Linked DNA regions of Mus musculus: regions 1 and 3 are each linked to region 2. Evidence: chromatin contacts called from public HiChIP or PLAC-seq and promoter capture Hi-C data. All regions are on one chromosome and are shown on one strand. The core of a region is the stretch at or near the end of the contact, and the rest is flanking DNA. Distances in the headings are between cores, read along the strand shown.

Region 1 (2,700 bases), core at 93-2,592, 2.6 Mb before region 2:
AGGCTAGCCTTGAACTTGATGTGTAGCCAAGGATGACCTGAACTCCTGATCTCCCTGCCTCCACCTCTCCAGTGCTGGGATTACAGGTGGGCAACACCACACCAAAATGAATAAAATATTTTTAAAAATCTAACGCTTCAGAATTTAGAGTGATTTGAATTTCAGTTCTCCAGATTAGGATGTTCAACCGAAATCAAACCCTTGCTTCTTAAGTTGCTCGTGCCAGAAATGTTGTCACCACAATGAGAAAAGTATTTAATAGACATCAAACCTGCAATACTTCAAGGAACAGGAAACGGTCCGCGGTGGTGCCCAGTGGGGCAGAGTGGGTAGAACTGACCTGTGTGCTATGTACCTGACCTGCTCTGTGCCATTCTGTCACACACTGGCGGTCGCTGCCCTTTGCCTGTTTTCCACTTGCCTACGTTAAGGACTCATTAAGGCTGGGGCTACAGGTCAACAGTAGATTGCCAGCCTAGAATGCCCAAGTGAAGAGCTAGGGGTGTGGCTTAGTGAGAGTCCCTGCCTAGAACCCCCCGACAGTGAGAGCCTTGAGTGTGACTCAGAAGTAGCACATCTGCCTAGGCTCCCCTCCAGTGAGAGGGCGTGCTCAGAGGTAAAGCATTTGCCTAGAGTCCCGCATTGAAGGGATAGGGGCTGGCTAAGGGGTATATGTCTTGCCTGGGAAGCCCAAGCAAGGTCTTGGGTTCAAATTAGGGATTCAGTGAATTCTCCTACAACTTATGCGAGCTGAATTGAGTCCAAAGAGTGGGGACCTCCCCCCATCACAAAACATGAAAAGGGAACTATTTCCCCACTGTTTCTTAGCTAACTTAGCTCTTCAAAAAGAAATTAAGTAAATTTATTTGTTTGTATGGGAGTTGGATCTCTGGGTCTGAGGGAAGAAACTGAGATTGGACCCTGTCTAAGGGAGGAGGCTGGTTCCTGGACTCCCAAGGTCTGACGGAGGAGGCTAGGGTCTGTGCATCTGGGTCTGAGGAAGAAGGTTGGGGCTCTTGCACCTGGGTCTGAGAGAGGAAGATTTGGTCTAGACTCCTATGACTAAGGGAGGAGGCTCTGGGGTCTGTACACCTTGGGTCCGAGGGAGGAGGGACAGAGCCGGAGTCTGCAGGAGGGTTGGGCTCCTTCAGCAGAAGGCAGCTGGATGAAGTGCATCTCAGGCCAGGATTCTGGAGACCAGGAGGACGCCGGTTGCCCGGGGGAGGGCGGAGGAGGGGCAGGGCCACAGTAACAAAGGCCTCTCCCTCCAACGAGCAACCCCCCCCGGCCCCGCCTCCGCGGCCCCCCTCCTGCCCTGATTGGCCGTTCTCCCTGCCCGTCAGCACCACCCCCCCTCCCTGGGTCTGCAGCAGCTCCGGCCACCTCGTCGCGCCCCCCCAGCCCCCTCCCCCCGCCCCCGCCGCCCCCCGGGCCGGTGCAGCCGCAGGCGGGGTTCCCCTCCCCCTCCCCCTCTCCCCCAGGCTCGCGCGCCCCGACCGCCCCCTCCCCTCCCCCTCCGCGCCGCCGCGATGCCCCCCCCTGCGCCCGGGGCCCGGCTCCGGCTCCTCGCCGCCGCCGCCCTGGCCGGCCTGGCCGTCATCAGCCGAGGTACCGCAGCGCCGGGGGTGGGGGGCTCGGCGGGGAACCCTGAGGTCCTGGGAAGGGGTACAGGACCGGGGTGGGGGCAAACAGGGAGTTCCCCCCGGGGGGATGCGGAGGTCTGGAGCCAGAGACCTGGGCAGCAGTCCTAGGCTGGGCAGGGGGTCCTTGGGTGCATGGATGCGCGCTGGGCACAGGGATGCACGTCCTCGTCTGGTCAGCTGCTCCATCACTAGCAAGGGGGTCTCAGACACCTGCTGCCGGCCTGGGGCGGCAAGAATGTACCGCTGCTCTAGGTCAGGGAGAGGCTCAGACGTTGGGATGACAGTCCTCACCTGGGCAGTGTCTCCAAACTGAGTTGGGGTACCAGGCCTGGAATGATGCCCTGTTTTGTGGAGGGGGATCTTGTCTTAGCGTTTTTTGGAGAGGGTTCCCTGCGCAGTCCTTGCCTGGGGACTGGGCTCTGCGTCTTTAGGTGAAGGTAGAGGAGGGAATGTGTTCCCAGGGTTAGCAAGCAATGAGGACAGATTGTCCACAGACTGAAATCCCCAGTCCCAGGAATATCAGGAAAGGGGTTGAAACTCCCTATGCGGGTTTTCCTCTCGGCATCTGGGGTGTTTGCAGTTAACTGGGAGATGGTCCTGGAAAGCCAGAAAGTTGAGGTGCCAGACTAAGAATTCTGATCTTAAAAGTCTTTGATGGAATGAATATTTGGGGTGGGGGTTGGGCTGGAGAAGACAGGACAGGAAGGGTTAATGCAGGATCCCAAGGTTACTAGTCTCAGCCAGTTCCGTGGGCCTGGAGACCCTCTCTAACAGCAGGAGTGAGTCCTGCCCTGAGGATGCTTCAGGACTGTGCCTCCCCTGCAGGGCATGTCAAGGAGCGTAGAGTCAAGGAAATGGCACAGAAGGAAGAGGGATGGGCAGAAAGCTGAGCTGTGGGTACCCAGGAAGCCAGGAAAGTGTTAATCTGGTGTTTCCACATCACTTCCTCCAGGCCTTGTCCAATCAAGCATTCCAGAATCAGGGTCATGCTATGCCACCAGGGACAGTAGTCCCCAACATTGTGACCCCAGCAGCCCCAAAGGAAGCAGCTATCTGG
Region 2 (2,773 bases), core at 165-2,664:
CGTATCACTGGAGCTGGGCTGGGAAGCGCCAACTCTGGCTTGCTGCAGGCCTCCTCTGCTTAGCGGGGACTGGGTGAAAGGACTCCCTAAGCGGACGCCACAGCTGCAGAGACCCTCTTCTGCGCTCGTGCTCCTACCCACTCCCAGCCTGGGTTGCACACCCGAATTGCTGGAGACCGTAAAGCCTGCCGCTTCCTTTCCTCCTCCGCGGTGGCCAGCGGGCAGACTTCCGTGGCCTTAGCAAAGGGTCCCCTGAGCCCATCGCGGCCGCGAAGTTCCCGCGCTCACCGTCGGCCACGAAGAGCAGCAGGCTGTGCAGTAGCAGAGGTAGCAGGTATCCGAGGGCGCCGAGCCGGTTCCGCTGTTCCATCTCCCGCAGGGTTGCGGCGGCGGCGGGGGCCCGGCGCGGAGAGGCGGCGGCGGCGGCAGCTTGGGCTCGGCTCCGGCTCGAGCTCCGGCTAGGACGCCTCGGAGCCTGCCATGGCCCCGCACGGCGCCCCCTCCCCTGGCCGCCGGCGGCCGCCAATCAGCCCAGCTTCCTTGCCGGCTGGCCCGGCGCGGCTCCGGCGGGGGGCGCTACGCGGGGGACGCAGGAGACGAGGTCCCTCCAGGAGGATCCTTCGGTCTGTACCTCCTTCAGTCCGGTGCTCCACAGGAGAATAGGGATCCGCAGTTCAGACTCTGGCGGGCGGGCCAGGAAACTGCCGGACTGCGCCAGGATCCATCCTTGGAGAAGGGAGTGAGTGCCTGTAAGGCACCAACGTCTGCCTCCTGGTCTCCTTCTGGCTGGGCTCCCGACTGCCACCTCCTCCGACTCCCGGGGAGCTCTCCCGCCGCCGCCCCCGCTGGTTTCTCCACCGCTCACTCTTCAAGGCGAGTGGGCGCTCAGCCGCGGCGTGCAGACCTGGCGTCCGACCGTAGCGCAGCGCGGGGAGAGCGGGTCCAGCGTGGCCGACCCGCAGCCCGAGAGAGGCGGGGAAAGGGGGGAGGGGAGAGGAATGGAGGGGGCGGTCAGTGGCTGGGTGGCGAGCAGCCTCCTCCACAGCATCACCCCCGCCCTCCTCTCGGAGTCCGCCCCGCCCCTACCCCGTCGTCCCCCACCTCCCGCCCCCGCCGCGGGGTCATTCGTAGCGACCACCATCTCTCTAGCTGCAGCGCAACCCCACCCCGCGTCTGCTTTGCTTAGGGGGTCCTCCCACCCAAACTCCTGGCTTCTTCCCAGTGTCCATCTCTGGAGACAGCTGCTCCACCCTGCTTTCTGTGTGTCCCCCACCCTCTCCGCAGCCCCCAGTGTCTCCAACTCCTTACCCAGGTTTGGACCACGAGCCACGCCACTCTTTGGCCCAGACCCGGGCCATGGCGGGTGGGTGGGCTCCAGGGGAATGCAAGAAGGGAGGAGTGCTATGTCCGGCCAGCAGCAAGACCAAGTGACAGTGAAGACTAGGAGTCCGCAGTGTGGGAACAAGAACTGAGCGTCCAGCGCCGGGCGAGCAGGTGCCTGTGGCGCGGAGCGCACCAGGGAGCCAGCAGGCAGTGGCCGTGAGTGACAGCAGAGGTGGTGCGGGTGGGGTGAAATGGGGAGCGCCGGGCACGACTCAGGGCTCAGGAGGTTTCTGGGTGGGGACCGTCTTCCTGCCCAGAGAGAGGGCTAGTCCCTGTGTCCTTGCAAGCAAGCTCTTCCTGGCCATTTCCCACTCTGTACCCAAAGCAAAGGGGATCCTCCAGCCCCCGGGTGGAAGCAGGCAGAGGTGGAGTACACGTTCCAGAGCCCATCCTCCACGCTTGCATCTTCTGTATCCCTGAACCTTCCCTGGCCTTCACCTAGAATGGGTCATATCTTTTAGCCACCTAGAGAGTTCAGTCTGCCTTCCTAAGGGGTGTGTGGGTGGATGAGATAGTTCAGTCCAGGCACAAGGGCTTGGGAGAGCCATAGAGCTCTCCTTGGGTCTCTCTCTTCCTCAAGGGATCCCCCAGCTAGTGGTCTGGTCTGGTCTCATTACTTGGCTTTATCTTAACTTATGGAGGCACATCCCAGTGAACTTCCCCTGAATGCTAGAGCTCTCCAAGTATCTCTGACAATGAGCTACTGGTTAGTGAAGACAGAAGACCAAAAAGGAAATAATTTCCCAGTGGCCACCCTTGTCTAAGACAACAGGAACACAGTTCCAGAGAAGAAGCTGGTAGCTCTTTGTAAGCTTTCCCCTCACCAGTGAGGACCACGGGCACTGCATTCTTCTGCCCCTCCTCTTCCTTATGTGGCCAATGGGTCATTTTCACCCTGTGGTCACTCGCTGATGCTCTGTGAGCAGAAAGCCTTGTAGACCTTTCATTCAGGGTCCCCATTGCCTGTTCCCTCTACATATATGTATACATACTTTGGCCTGCCTCCCCCTGAACATTCCACCACTCTTTAGAAACCACCATAGGTCTGTGAATGCAAGACCTTGCAGGTCTCTTGCCGTCCTCAGCTTTTGAAGGGAGGGGGCAGACTTGCATCGTGCTACACAGGAGGACCATGGCAGGTTTCTAAGGGAGCAGTTGGAGAATTGATTCCAAGCAGGGATATGATGACATGAGCTATCCCACTGTGCATTGGCTTGTTTGGAGAGGCAGTGAGTTTCTCTCCCAGTACCAGATTCAATCAAGGACTGATGGCCAGTGACCAGGCTTGCTGGAGGGATGCCAGCAGCTACAGGGAGGTACGCTTTGGTCACTCTGAAGGTCTGTGGATTCTTTCCACCCGTTCTGTCTGGTGGGGATTTTTTTGCCTGTG
Region 3 (2,804 bases), core at 37-2,536, 2.6 Mb after region 2:
ATAAATTCCAATGCTCCAGAAGGCCAGGCAGGAATGTTGCACTTTCAAGCTCAGCCTAGACCACAAAGCAAGTGTCTGGGACACTGTCTTCAGTGAAAAAGAATCAATTTTTTAAAAGAGCAAACATTTTGAGACCAATGGGGTAAGATGCAATGAGCACAGGAAAGAAAGGAAGGGAGGGAGGGAGGGAGGGAGGGAGGGAGGGAGGGAGAGAGAGAGAGAGAGAGAGAGAGAGAGAGAGAGAGAGAGAGAGAGAGAGAGAGAGAGAAGAAAGAGAAGAAAGAAAGAAAGAAAGAAAGAAAGAAAGAAAGAAAGAAAGAAAGAAAGAAAGAGAGAGAGAAGAAGAAGAAGATAGGTGCCTTTTAGACATGTAAAACGTTTAACTAAGGAACCCCATGTAAAACGTTTAATTAAGGAACCCCAGTACACCCAAGGCAGCACCTGATAACCAGAACCCAGTTACATCACTCAAGACAACTAGACACAGTCCTAGAACCCCATGACACCCAGTGGACAGTGTATTAGTGGGCACCAAGAGCAATGCTCTGCTCTGCACAACTGAAGAGAAGCCACCTTCATCTGCCCTGCGGCTGGAGAGTAATCTGACACTCCAATCAAAAACTTCTGTTGGAGACTGGACCTGACCTTCAGCTAAGATAAGTCACACAGGAGGGTAGCCTTGGGGAGATAGGCTTAGGTAGTTAGGAATTTAGGGGGTGAACCTATGAAATGACCGTTTGCATAATAAAATGTAACTTTTGTTATACTAGCTACACTAACTACACGTCTCTACCTTCTTGCATCCGATAGCAAATAAACCTACTCTTTTTCTTTACTAATAGGAAAAAGACCTTTGAACGAGGTCATAAAAGTATTTAGTAGCAGAAACAGGACTAAATACCCCCGGCCACCAGTACAAAATATGACTAGTATTCTCGGGAGTAAATTCTAGATTACCCAGGGCAACACTGTAAGCCTCTTGCTTAAAAAAAAAAAAAAAGGAATCCCACAGTCGTTACCGCCGATATCCCCGGCCAACTTGTGCCCTCCCTCGTCCCCAATCTCCCTCGCGTCCTCTCTATGGCAGCTTGCTCTCGCTACATTTCATTAATCCTGACCCCCCAACACGACTACTCCAGTTACAGACACTTGCATACTGAACACCACAGCAGACCCGCAAAATCCGCTCCTCTCTCAACCACAGAGCCTGTGCCAGTGACGGACGCACACAGATGCCGTCGCGTCAATGACGTCAGAGAGGCGCCCGATCCGAAATCTGGTCGCCATCCCCTGACGCAGGGTGGAGCAAGTCCGTGCACTTTGTTAATTGTCTCTTGGGCTTATCGGATTTTTCCAGTGGAATTTTAAACAAAAAAGCAGCGTCCCGGCGGGAGAAAGCCGCTGAACAAAGCGAAGAAAGGAAAGGAATGAGTGAGGCCTGAAGGAGACATCGCCAGAGAGCTCCGGAAGCTGGCCGACAATGAAGGGTAAGTGGGATGAGGGACGCGGAGCGGGGCCGGGGTGGGAATATAGAACCTCGGAACTAGAAGTTGGCTTGGGAAATGAATCAGGGATACCTGTCTCAACAGAGTCCTAAGGCAACTTCCAGGGAATTACCTTAGTACACAAAAGAAATGGAGGCCCGGAGTCTGAATCCGCCGTCTCAGTCTCTTAGCTAGGAATAAATGTCAGGATCGAGTTTGTGTGCTCTCCTCAGGGGCCTCTCGGGGGAACTAGAAGAGATGGGTCCAAGTTCTTGACCGGACCTAGCTACTACCTTCCCGTATAACTTCTGTCAAGGACCTGCACCCCTCTGCCACCTGGTTTTCACCCTTGCCCCTGTAAAAAGCTGCTGAGGGGCAGTATCGTACACCTAAGGCTTTGGAATTTGAGCCGAAAAGAGCTGTGCCCAGAAGGGCAGCCAAGCACTGGGGCAGTACTAGAGGAGAGAGGTAAAGATATTGCCTCTGATTTGGTGATTCATGCCCTTTTTGTCTGAGAACAAGTTTCTTAGCGTGTCTCAGCTACCACTTTATTATGTGCATAACAAAGAAGAGCTACTGTTAAAAATTGCTTAGAAAGATTAATGACATTAAGATAATATATATGCACACTCACTCAACCAACCGCTTGACAAGCTGTGAGTGTCCCACACCTACTGCATGTTGCAGAAAGACTTTCAACTTTGATGCGAGGCATCTGGGGTAAATAAAACAAAGTTCTTCCTGGGATTCCAGCCCCTGCATGTTTATCACAATAAAGTTCAATCTTGATCCATTGTTCAAGAGAGAGCTAGATTCTGTATATAAAACTTGTGGTACCTTGGTTTGTTTGCTTGGGTCAAGCATATACTCAGGGAGACAGAGATGGATTGTTTGTTTGTTTGTTTGTTTCTTATTGTTGCTGTTGGGATAAAGTCAGCTATGTACTCCTGACTAGCCTGGAGCTCACCGTGTGAACCAGCTCGGCCTCTACCTCTCAAGTAATGGGATGGATCAACCATGTGTGCCGCCACACCCAGCTCAGAAGTGCAGTGTATAGGGTGTAGTGTGAACTGCACTTTCTGGTCATGGGCCCTTCCTTTTCCCATTTACTCCTGTAGTCTCTGCCCCAGTGCCACCATGATGATTGCCTCCAAACAAATAAGAAACAGGATTGTGGAGGTTTAAAGAGGTTTCATCATCATGAAGATAGTATGTAGAGTTTGGAAAAAGACTATTGTATTTTATCTGGTCAGGATACATTATAGATTTTAAAGTGTGAAAAATCTGTTTTAAGCCTCTCTTAGTAGTCAGCAAAATGTA

The links. Promoter capture Hi-C pulls out the DNA fragments that hold promoters and counts their contacts. HiChIP or PLAC-seq counts read pairs in DNA pulled down with a chosen protein or histone mark.
Region 1: a contact with region 2 is called in an H3K4me3 HiChIP or PLAC-seq map of forebrain, with 8 times the contacts expected there. The contact joins the promoter of Iglon5 here to the promoter of A230077H06Rik in region 2.
Region 3: a promoter capture Hi-C map of embryonic stem cells shows a contact between it and region 2, with 6 times the contacts expected there. The contact joins the promoter of Pop4 here to the promoter of A230077H06Rik in region 2. A contact is called at or near these places in 1 of 39 promoter capture datasets (embryonic stem cells) and 1 of 115 datasets of contacts at active chromatin or transcription factors (astrocytes).

The regions. Positions count from the first base shown.
Region 1 is chr7:43,488,853-43,491,552 of GRCm38.p6, reverse strand. It overlaps Iglon5 (IgLON family member 5), which reads left to right and starts at 1,342. Exons shown (of 8, transcript NM_001164518.2): 1 at 1,342-1,608. The coding sequence starts at 1,530.
Region 2 is chr7:40,896,965-40,899,737 of GRCm38.p6, reverse strand. A230077H06Rik (RIKEN cDNA A230077H06 gene) reads left to right here and starts at 1,414. Exons shown (of 5, transcript NR_040329.1): 1 at 1,414-1,539. It overlaps Vstm2b (V-set and transmembrane domain containing 2B), which reads right to left and starts at 460. Exons shown (of 5, transcript NM_021387.3): 1 at 289-460. The coding sequence starts at 370.
Region 3 is chr7:38,269,830-38,272,633 of GRCm38.p6, reverse strand. It overlaps Pop4 (processing of precursor 4, ribonuclease P/MRP family, (S. cerevisiae)), which reads left to right and starts at 1,286. Exons shown (of 7, transcript NM_025390.4): 1 at 1,286-1,487. The coding sequence starts at 1,481.